Linked DNA regions of Mus musculus: region 1 is linked to region 2. Evidence: chromatin contacts called from public HiChIP or PLAC-seq data. All regions are on one chromosome and are shown on one strand. The core of a region is the stretch at or near the end of the contact, and the rest is flanking DNA. Distances in the headings are between cores, read along the strand shown.

What was found. HiChIP or PLAC-seq counts read pairs in DNA pulled down with a chosen protein or histone mark.
Region 1: a contact with region 2 is called in a CTCF HiChIP or PLAC-seq map of pro-B cells, with 5 times the contacts expected there. The contact joins two enhancer-like sites. A contact is called at or near these places in 2 of 15 datasets of contacts at CTCF or cohesin (large pre-B cells and pro-B cells) and 1 of 115 datasets of contacts at active chromatin or transcription factors (large pre-B cells).

The regions. Positions count from the first base shown.
Region 1 is chr2:124,901,537-124,907,412 of GRCm38.p6, reverse strand. No RefSeq gene overlaps it. Among named protein-coding and RNA genes, the nearest start is that of Gm39920, 110 kb to the right of the region's middle. Within about 2 kb of position 2,107, at least 12 of the 459 cell types and tissues checked have an H3K27ac peak or open chromatin away from gene starts, as enhancers often do. A contact at or near this core is called in pro-B cells, where this site is marked.
Region 2 is chr2:124,738,467-124,744,093 of GRCm38.p6, reverse strand. The region is part of intron 2 of Gm39920 (a long non-coding RNA gene); the gene reads left to right. Among named protein-coding and RNA genes, the nearest start is that of Gm34484, 20 kb to the right of the region's middle. Within about 2 kb of position 3,008, at least 56 of the 459 cell types and tissues checked have an H3K27ac peak or open chromatin away from gene starts, as enhancers often do. A contact at or near this core is called in pro-B cells, where this site is marked.

The DNA of each region.
Region 1 (5,876 bases), core at 858-3,357, 160 kb before region 2:
ATAACTTGCCCCAGGGTGCTCATCTGATATCAAAGGGAGGCGAGGTTCAAAGTGCACTGCTGGATACAGCTCTAGATGGTTCCAAAACTCCTTATTCTTCGACCAGGGGGAAGAGACCCAAAGGAACTGTATTTTTTATTTGCAGCAAGTGCAGTGTAAAGTCTAAGGGAACCAGAGGAATTGGTTTGCAGATTGGGGAAAAGCTCACCTATGAGCTAAGGCTTGAAAAGGTGTGTGTGTGTGGGGGGGGGCATGACTGAGAACCCTAGGAAGAGGGCATCATAAATAGAGAGAGTGAACTTAGGAAGGCAGGATCAAGATATGAACAGAGAAGGCCAAGATGGTGAGAGCTGGAGCATCCAAGGCCAGGAATTAAGCAAAGGAATTTGTTCTTTGAAGGCGGCTGTAGGGGGGATCCACTGGGCTTCAGATGTGGGAGTGGTTTCTGGGGTGACCTGCTAGAGGGATGCTTCTGAGAGGGGGTTCAGGAAAGATCAGAGGTGATTGATAGGTGTGGGATGACAGGCCCCACAGCACGTGTATTGGTGAGGAGTGAGGTGACCAGGAAGAAAAAGATGTAGACTATCGTAACCAAGGCTCAGTGTGATGAGAGGCCAGGTTAGGCAGAGATATTAAAAAGAGAAAGAGTGAAAGAAAGACATGGCTGCACTCTAGGAAACCCCCAAGTCTGTGACTCAATGGATTTCTCTGGTTCAAGCTGCCAGGCTGCTGGTATTCTGATCTAGCAGCCCTGGCTAGCCAAAGCACCAAATAACCACAGATGGTCCCTGTGATACCTCTGGAAGGGAAGTGGGAACCAACTGACTTAGTCTGTTTTGGAATAAGGCCTATCCTGGAATGGGATTTTGAGTGGCAACATCAGTGGATTAATGGGGAAATTAGATAGAGAAGGCTAGAAATGGAGAAGACCTAGCAGGGAGATGGTGTCTCCTGTAAGGTGTATTGAGCTTAAAGTGGCGATGGTAAAACCAGGGTAGAGTATTGATCATCAGAGCAAGGTAGAACCAAAAAAAAAAAAAAAAAAAAAAAAAACCAAAACAAAAAAACCAAAAAAACAAAAACAAAAACAAAAACAAAACTTAAGAAAATATTCCTGCAAAGGATGAGGAGCTGCTGAGATTGAAGAGGAAGGATGGTTAGGACCTCCCTCCCTAACCTAGTTGATGTAAGCCATTGCTCATGAAGATAAAGGTACTGAGGATGAAGGTAGGAGCAAGAAAGTAGTAGCCTGCTGTATTCAATAATGTGAAAATGCTGCGTGTATGGAGGACTTGTGCACATAAGGCAAACATATGAACTTATTGTGTTGTCTGTTATGAATGGCATCCTTTCTTAATGCCTCCTTTAGCTGTGAAATCAGCCCTGATCATTGTAATGGGACCCACATGGCTCTTCTTGCAGTTCAGGAAGCGGGCTGTGCCATGTGATGCCACCATTGAGTTTCCAGATTGACTCTTTCCTATTTTATGGTCCTTGGGAGAATTAGTTTATTAACTGTTTCAAGGAAGAATGAATGCCAAAGCCCCCTTTGTATGAGCTGACTTTGAGGGGTAGTTGGGGGGCTTGACTGCTACTTCTTGTTGATCTTGTGTTCACTCCTGGTAGACGTGAGTATGCCTACATCATCACAGCAATAGGGTAATACCTTCCATCTCTTGAGACTTTTGTTTTATCAAACATGTTTACCTGAATTGACCTCATATAATCCTTGCAAGCCAACGGTGTAAAATTCGGGCATGAATTTATACAATCCATCATGGCTGTCGGTAAGAATTCACTTATTTGCTCTGTAATAATTGTCAGACACCTACTTTTTCAGACCCAGCGGGAGTTACATTCTCATGCAATAGGAAAATAAGACTTTCCGTGAATCAAGAGATCTTTATTTAGCCCATAATATGAGCAGAACTCTGGGTTGGGCACATTACAAAAAGATTCAAGCAGATATCAGGCAGGGAGGGCCTCTTAAAGTGTTCTGACTGTGGAGACAAACTGTACAAACTCGAAGTGATGATCAAGTAAGAGGCTCTTACCAGGGTGAATGTGGGAAGGAGAAGCACTTTGGATAGCCTTGGTGATTACTCTGGAATATTCCTTGGAGTTCACTGAGAAGGTGGGGCAGAAAGGAATTCACCCTGCTGGAGGGTCAGGGAGGCTCCCAGCAGAGGGTGCTCTTCTCACCTCTCCACCTGGCAACTTGCTAAACTTTGACTTGCTTGTTGGAAAGTGCCCAGCCCAAGGATTGCTGCTGGCTGACTCAGTGTGCCTGAGGATAAGAGTGGTGTTTCCTTGTGGGGCTTTGGAAATCTCCTACCCATACCAGCGAAGACTTTAGATAGGAACCCAGGGAAATGGGCATATTAGGTATAAACAATTTCCATACAGAGGCCTAGAACTATCTTAAAAATAGCTTCACTTGTGAAGAAGAAGGGAGGGTGGGAAGGAGGGGAGGAAGAAAGGATGGATCAAAAGTTACTCCAACTTATGGGTTAAACTGTGTACCCATTTTTTTCATTGGATGGCCTTGCTACTCAAAGTGGTCCATGGACCAGCAGGATCAGAAAGACTAGGTTCTTGTGGAAATGAAGATTTTCTGTCTTCACTGCAAACCTACTGAACTTTGCTCTGTCTAAAGGCATCTCCAGTAGGCACATTTAAAAGACATCAATCATTAGAAGCTCAGAGCATATTTTAACAAAAACACAACACAGTTATTTATTTAACATATCATAATCCTAGTCATAATGATTGAGGCCTAACCCTCATTTTTTTATTGTTAGGTCTGTATGTGAATGTGCTGTAGGTATAGTGGCAGCCCTCAGAATAACCATTTCACTCTTTACCACCTTCCGCATGGCAATGGGAGCATAGTGCTTTGCCTCAAGCTAGTTTGGGTGAAGGAATCCTCAAATGTGCTGAGCTCATAAGGGTGCTGGGTGCATGGAGGAAAAACCATGGGTTTTTCAATTGGATATGGTTTCAAATCTAACTTACCTCTCAGAGCTCATATCCTTAGAAAATAAATCCATGAAAATAGAGATCTTATTTGTCCTATAGCATTTTTTTGCTTATTATTTGTATAATTTCTAGGATAATCTATTTAGACAATTACTGGCACACTGTTTTTGTTTGCTTGTTTGTTTCAAAAATCAAAAGCAGCACTAATTCCTACCAGCTCTACCACAAGTCTCATGGTGTCCAAAGAGAATAAATCATCTGTCCTCTTCACGACCTGGCTTTCTCATGTGCATTCAGCTGGCCCTGAAGATGGGACTGGAGAACACTTCTTGTGGATGCCAAGTGCACACAGGGATGTGTTTCTATTCTGTCTATCCCTGATTCATCCTTACGTCCCAGGCTACCACTAAAAGTACCAGACAACGGTGTCTCTGAGACCAAGCCTGGTAGCTTAGAGTGATTCCTTTGGGGTTCCAGTTCTTGCCCTGCAGGTTGGCATCCCAGGTGAATTCCACAAGGTGAGAAGTACTAACTCACCCCAGAAGACTGCTGTGAGGCCATGGCTCCACTGAGCACCCTTGGCTGCTAACGTAGAGAGCAGGGCTGGGCTGCACCCTCTTCTCGAGACATTGTAATCCTACTTAGAGACAACATAGAGATCCCAAGACTTAAAAGATGTCCAACAATGACTCATCCTTCTTACCACGAATGTAAGGAAGCCCTGTAGTCATGGGCTCAGTCTTGGCTGGAATGTTACAGTAACTTACACATTATCAAATTAATTTTTTAAAAGCGGTTGTGAAATTCCATCTCAACTTGGCAACAGTGGTTAAGCAATTTTGGCTTTGGCTGGGGGGGGGGTTATTGAAGCTAGAGAGGGTGTTTGTTTTGTGGCTGGATCTGCTGAGGGGCACACAGCCAAGATGGTTAATCTGGGTTTTATTTTTTTGCTGACATAAGGGTTTTACCTGAGCCACTGTGTTTTTTTTCTCCCCTGGTCCTTTCTGAGGCACAAAGGCAAAACAAAAACAAAGCCCAAGGAAAACACGAACTTACTGCTTGTTTCGGGTTTAGTGGCGAGGAATCAAGGTTTTCCATTTCCTTTGCTGGAGTGTAATTGCTGTTTCTAAAACTTGTCTCTGGTCGCTTCGATTCTTTTCTTTTCTTTTCCTTGTGCTTCACAGCTGTGCCTGTGCCACCCAGAAGCCCCCTCCTCCCTGGAGTCATGTTCTTATTCTCATCACCAGTGCCACTTCATGTGTCTGCTAAGTGTCCGCCATCTTTGTTGGAAACTAGAGCCCTTCATTAGGAGGCAGCTAGCCACTCCTGAGCTAGGGTGTCCACTCTTCCCACCTTTCCATCTCTTCCTCAAAAAACTTTTAACTTTGTAGTTGTTGTTCTGAAGTTTTGAAGAAACAAATCATCAATATGTCCATAAATATTCATCAAGCGCTTAGCTACCTCTGCCCTTTGAGAGGTGTGGAGGAGCAGGGATCACAAACATGACCCTAGGATATTAAATAGAGAAATGCCTGGGCTTTGGCCTCCAGAAAGATCCTGGCACAGTTCTAAGAGGAACAGCTGGGTGTTGACTGGAGCTGAAGAGGCTTGCTGCAGAATGCAAATTTCATCCAAGTTTTGACTTAGAAAATATCTCACTCTTTAAAACATTTACTAACTATCATGTACGATTAGCATGTCAATTATTCTCATGTAATAAAGCCGATACTCTTTCTGGAAAATACTCCTTGGCTGCTTTTCATCTCTCCAATAGTCGGTGTGGACTGCAACATATTTTGACTTCACTGAGAGGGTAGCAGCCCAGCAATCCAGAGAGGTTTGCCTCTCCGATGCCCCATTCCCTGCTTCCTCAGCCATGCCCTTGTCCGTATAGGCATGTGTGACCCATATTTCCACCCAATAAGAATCCACTTAGATTTCAAAGAAATAGGTGTGCTTTGCCATCAACAAGTTCCTAATGCGCTGTAGGGAGATGTCAATGTATCAAACAACTGGTATCCTGGCTGCTTCACAGAAGGGGTCCTTGATGACTCATTTGGCCAATGGAGCTGTTTATTAGTGAGTGGTAGAGTGTAGGTGCTGAAAGGGATTCAGGGATAAGAAATATCAAGGCAAAGAGGAGCAGGGTAAACACATGTTAGAGTTGAGCTGGTGGAGGTTTCCTATCAGCTAGACTGGGTACAGTTATGGTTGCTGCCAGCAAAGAGGACAACAGACAAGAGCTTATCAGCCCTTCTGTGAAGTCTTGGCCCAGAGGAGAAAAGGTCTCAAGCCAAGCTGGGAGGCTGCGGGTTCTAGTCTTGAATGCGCCCTCATACTTCATTCTACAGCAGAGGAGGCCTTTGTAGGCTGTGGCTTCCAACTCATACAACCTAATCTTTATGTTGCAAACGTTCCTTCTTGCATGTAGCTTCTCTGCCTTCTTTCTTGGCCACTCAGGCCCACTCAGTCAGCCATCATTTATTTTATGAGTCAATTCTCTGTGGTACCTCTGACACTCAGCACCAGTCATTGCCTCTAGAAGAAAAAAACAGACCCATTGTTTTTGCTAAGTAAAAGGCATTGGTGGTGGGGCTCTCCTTTCTTAAATCGTCATCTACTCCAGGAATGAAGTAAAGGCTGGCTGTGTGGATTATTCTAATCCAAGAATAAATATGAAGATAAAAAGGCAAGCCTGGTCCAGCACAAAATAACATATCTGGAGTAATCTGGAAGAAAATAATGAGATCGCCAATTTGTCTGGGTCTTCAAGTAGAAAGCTGTTTCTAAGGAGAGTTATGGAGTGGTGCCAAATCTTTCTAGGGTCTTGCTCCATTGCTTCCCTCTACCCACAAGAATCACCCTTTTGAGGCAGTTGTGTTTTAACAGACACAAAA
Region 2 (5,627 bases), core at 1,759-4,258:
TTAGGAACTGACACCTTTTGAGAGAGAGATGCTAAAGTCACATTTCATGAGCTGTCTCCACATTTGATCTTTTCCAGACTACCACTTGAAGACTGGACTACCTATTTTTCTGATCCACAAGTTAGGGTCAGGGGTCCTATCAAGAAGTTGCTTGGCCATTGCCAATAAAGTACTAAAAGTAGATAGATGAAGTAGTTCATTTCTTTCTTTCTTTTTTCAACAGCTAAGCTGGAAAAGAAAGGAAAAGGAAGGAAGGAAGGAAGGAAGGAAGGAAGGAAGGAAGGAAGGAAGGGAGGGAGGGAGGGAGGGAGGGAGGGAGGGAGGGAGGGAGGGAGAGAGAGAGAGAGAGAGAGAGAGAGAGAGAGAGAGAGAGAGAGAGAGAAAGGAAGAAAGGAAGGAAGGAAGGAAGGAAGGAAGGAAAAGAGAAGAAAGAGAGAGAAAAAGAAAGAAGGAAGAAGGAAAGAAGTTTGAAGTAGATCAAATAGGTCTTTGGAAGGGAGTAAATGCATGCATATAGACAAGGGAATCAGGCCACAGCAGGCTTTCATTAGATGGACTTCATAGGTCTGGTTAGTCACTGGCTCGTTTAATCTATTGTGGCTACACAGTAAAGTAGATGGCTTCTAAACAGCAGACACTCATTTCTGATAGATGGATTATGGAGCCAGTTTCAAGGCAGATTCTGTGGTGGGGAATAGCTCAGTTCCTAGTTCGCAGGCTGCCATCTTCTTACCCAGTGGTCACATGGTAGGACAATGGGGCTCTGTGGACACCAATATTGTTCATGAGGGCTTATTCTTCATCACTTAACACGCTCTAAAGGCCTCTTGTTATTATTCCACTGAGCTGGCATGATTTCTGTGTGGGTTTAGGTTGAGCATAAATAGTTAGGTGAGGACCCATGCAGTTAGCGCAGCACAGAGTCCTGGTGTTTGTCATTCTGGGCTTTGGTCTGTGGACAGCATTATAAAAAGAAACACTTCAGTGCTTAGAAACCTGAAACTAGTAGTATGGTGTGTGTGTGTGTGTGTGTGTGTGTGTGTGTGTGTGTCTGTCTGTCTGTCTGTCTGTCTGTCTGTCTGCCTGTCTATGGAAAGTAAAAGAAATTATACTGGTTTGTTGTGGTCAAGTTGGAACAAACTACAGTCATTTTGGAAAAGGAAACTAATTGAGAAGATATCCTCATTAGATTTCCTATAAGAAGGTCTAGGGGATATTGCTTTTATTAGTGATGATGTGGGAGATCCAGGTCACTGTGGTGAGCTGTCACCCCTGGGTGGTATAAGCATACTCGGTGCAAGTCAGTATAGAGCATTACTCTTTGATCTCTACAGGAGTTCCTGCCCAGGTTCCTGCTTGAGTTCCAGCCCTCCTTGAACTTCAGCATCCTTTAGTGATGGGCTGTGATTCTGACAAATAAGGCGAATAAACCCTTTCCTCCCCACGTTGTTTTTGGTCATGGACTGTTCTATCACAATAGAAAGCAAACCAGACAAGTAACTCTGTAGGGCTTAAGCTGAGTTTGAGGTAACTTCAGATAGAATTTTTGGAATAGTGCTCTCTTGAACTTGGAAGATGACAGATCTCTGTGTGGAAAACATCCCTTCTGTGATTGGCTTCAGTTGAGGAGTTCTAGACCTATCTAGCCCTAAAACTCTCTGAGTAGATTACTAAACAAGACCCAAACAAACAAACAACCACTAAGTCCTTAAAAGAGACATGATCCTGTCATTCCCTCCTCCCTCTCCCCTCCATGCACAATTCAGCAAATACATTCTTTTTCCTAGGCCACTGGTTGTCAGCCTGTGGGTCTCCACCCCTTTTGGGGGTCAGAACAATCTTTTCACGTGACTATCAGGTATCCTGCATATCAGACTTTTACATTTTAATTCATAGCTGTAGCAAAATTACAGTTTTGATGTTGCAATGAAAATAATTTTATGGTTGGGGTCCCCACAACATAAGGAATTATAGGGTCACAGCATCAGGAAGGTTAAGAACAACTGGTCTAGACTTAAATGGTGCACCCATTCCAGGACCCTGCGCCATCTCTGTTTATGTAGACACTGACTGGAAGACCGAAAAGGGAGTCTAGGTGTCCAGGCTCAGTGTCCAAATTGCAAATGGGAAGTCTTATAATTCAAATGGAGGTTCCCTTATGTCACTCCCCAGAGCTCTTATCAAGCCCCATAATAGTGAAATGAAAAAAGTCACTGAGTCAGGAAATAATCCAGGGCAGTAAAGTGGATTTCATTAGGGACCTAAGGCATCAGATGCTAATAAAGTAATGAGCAGCAGGGAGATTAGTATTATTTTCTCTGTGGCCATTTGGAGAGAATGGTGTGTGACAGAGGACTGCATGTCAGGAACTCTGAGCATTTTTCTTACTCTCTGCAGCTTGTTTATATAAGAAGCTCTGTTTGCGCGATAGCCAGTGGAAATGATTATATTGCTGGGAAGTGGATATCATCACAAGAACTTTCTGAATAGGAGCATCTCACTTTAACTTGGCTTTAAAATTCTCAGCAACATTGTACCCTACAAGAACTGCCCTCTTCCAAAGAATAACAGAGAGCCTTTACTTTCTGAGACATGGCGTTGCTTGACTGTTTTCAATCCTGAGCATATTCTACCTTCCCTGGTGTCTCAGACATATGCCTTTTCCCATTTTAATCTCCACTTGTTTCAAGCTAATATTGAATATCCTCCAGAAAGAGGAAAGACCCTGGGGGCTGTTATTTTGACAAGCTATTCCGGATAGGAGCCCCTCTCTTTCCCTGACATTCATTTCTTGTTTCTTTTGGGTAATTAAACACAGAAAAGGTCACTTAGCATTCTGGCAATAACAGGACGTGGGGAGGGGAGCAACGGCAAACAATACGAGGAAGGCAGCACTATTTTTATTTTTCTTCCCGTTTCTCTGGTTATTTCTTGATTATTCGTATGCTATCTGCTTCCTCTAAGACTCTCAAGGCAGTGTAATTTGAAAGCACCCCGGAAACACCTGCCTGTTACTAAGTTTAATTTCTTGGCAAAGCACCATTGCCACACCAACATGAAAATTCGATTTGAGTGCTTCTAAGTTTCAGTGGAATGGAAACTTCGTCTCGCCTACAGCAGCTGTACTCGCTCGTATCTGTTCTCTATTCCAACATTCACTCTGGCTAGCCCCAGGGAGGCGTTTCCCATAATGCCTTGCTGGGATTCCCAGCTAAAACGGTGGTCTATCTGATGCTGCTCCTTTCCATTTCAGTGAGAAACATCTATTTCCTCCACGTGGTCTCCTCTTCCCTTAAGTGACTCGGGTTTGGTGTTAGGATACTGTCAGGTTTGTGGGAGAAAGAAAGACAAGAGCAGCCCCTTCAGCCTCAGCTCAGGGTTGGCACATCAGCCCTTCAACTCCATCCTTGTAGTTTCAAAGTTTAGGGAACTGGTTTATAACCCTTGTCACAATTCCCTGGGAGGGAAAGAGAGGAGAGAGTGAGGGAGCTGTGTGCTATCCGTCTGCTCCAAAGCTTTGGGTCACGTGGCTTGAAGAAGGTTTCAACTCTGGTTTATTTCTGTTGGTTTTGAAAGCTATTTCAAAAAGGGTTTATTGACAAATTTATTTTATCTCAATTTTTGACTCCCTCACAGTCAAGAGCTGCTTCTCACTTACTGTTTGGGCCTCCGGTTGCTCAAGCACACTTGCCATATTGTAAAATAGAAGCATCCTAACCCCAAGGCAGAGACATAAAAATAGTATTTTAGGTCAGGCCAGACCTCACGAGATGATCTCTCCAGTTACCTAGGTTGGCAGGACCCTCCACAGGAGTACATGCAACAAACCCCTAGGGCTTGTTGCAGTTCCTTACCCTTCAGCCTTCATATTCTAACTTCTTATCAGAGAACAGACATCTTCCCCTTTCTCCTTTGCTTTCCCTGCCTGCCTTCCCTCACTGAACGGCAACTTCACACTTCCCTGGTAACAAAGGTGACTCTGTCTGTCCTAGTCCTAGAATCCAGAGGCACACAAGGAGATGGCTTCCACCTTAGAGTGGTCTTCTGATCCAGGAGTTTCCAGAAGAATTCTGGCACAGTAGGGGGCATGGTGGCTGCTTGATGTGCTTTCTTGCTTTGCCTTCATCAACCCCCCTAAGGCCTTCAGACATGTTGAATCCCTCTGCCTATCATGCCTGCTCCATCTGTCTGGTGGAGCTATGTTTTGGGACAGCAAAGGCCATCCAGTGAAGGGCAGATTGCTCTGGGGAGGAGAGATATGAAGCCAGCTCTTCATAGAGTTGCTGGTATTGAGAGCTCTCCACTCTGCAGAGTGGAGTTCAGTTCATACTTCAGGTTTGTAATGAATCTCGCTCCCACCATGACCTTTCCTGGCGATATTTGAAGCTTTGGTTTGCAGAACTCTGTATGGAAGCCTTTTTATAATCAGGATACATCTCCGTGGTTCTCTTGATTTGGTTTAATTCTTCAGTCACAAAGCTGAGAAAAAAGAGGCTGTCTTTAGTTCCCTGGAAATTTTTTTTTTTTCAGAAAGTCACACATAGTCCAATTCCGGTCCTCTCTCTGTAGCTTTCATATAATATCTAGCTCTGTCAGCAGTGCAGTGCTTTGCACACTCACCTGGAGCATTGTGACTTTGGGATGATCTAATAGGTCATTCCTCCTGGGCATTCCTTCTTCTCTTTGACGATTTCTCCATCCACAGAGATAACTTGACTGGGGTCCTGCCAAGCCGACGACTGTTCAAGGTGTCTGCTCTCCGTAACTTTCAGGTATCCTTCTTCACAGAATCCCAGTCACCCTTGAAACTTACCTTCTTGTCAGAAAAGAAAAGGCATTTTGTCTCCATTACTTTCCAAAGGGTAATCTCTTACTCTAATGCCAGTTTTATTTTGATTTTTTTCCTTTTTAATCAGGATTAGTTTGAGATTCTTGAGTCAGGTCTTTCTTAAGACTGTCTAGAAATGGTTATTAGATCTGAAAATTTATAAATACAATGTGTTTATATTTTTAGATTATAGAAACCAAAACTCTACACTACTTTGAACAAAATGCAGAATGTATTGATTCATATAAGCCAGGTATAAGTTAGATACAAGAATTTGACATATATCATATATTACATATAATTCATATATAATTTATACACAAATATAACATGTATATGTGAATAAATATATATGTTACACATGTATATTTATATGTGTGTGTGTGTGTGTGTGTGTGTGTGCTGTAAGTGTATTGTGTGTATTGTGTGCGTGTGTGTGTGTGTGTGTGTGTAGTAAAGTTGGAAGCTATTTCACTGTTTTCAGTCACTCCCCTGCAAATCCACTCTATAGTCTTCCCTGCTCAGAGATTTTGTAGCTTTTTTCATATTTAAACAACAACAACAACAACAACAACAACAACAACAAACCCTGGGCTTTGGGGAGAAAATTTCATTGGAAAAGCCTGAGGTTCCAAGTTTGATTTTTAGCATTTACATAAGGTCAGAGTGTAGTGGTACAGGCCTATGACCCCACTGCCCTGGAGGTGGAGGAGTCATGATCCTTGAGGGTGAAGCTCATAAAATCTTGTAAAATTGGTGAACTTCTGCTTCTGCAAGAGACCCTATCTCAAAAACTGAG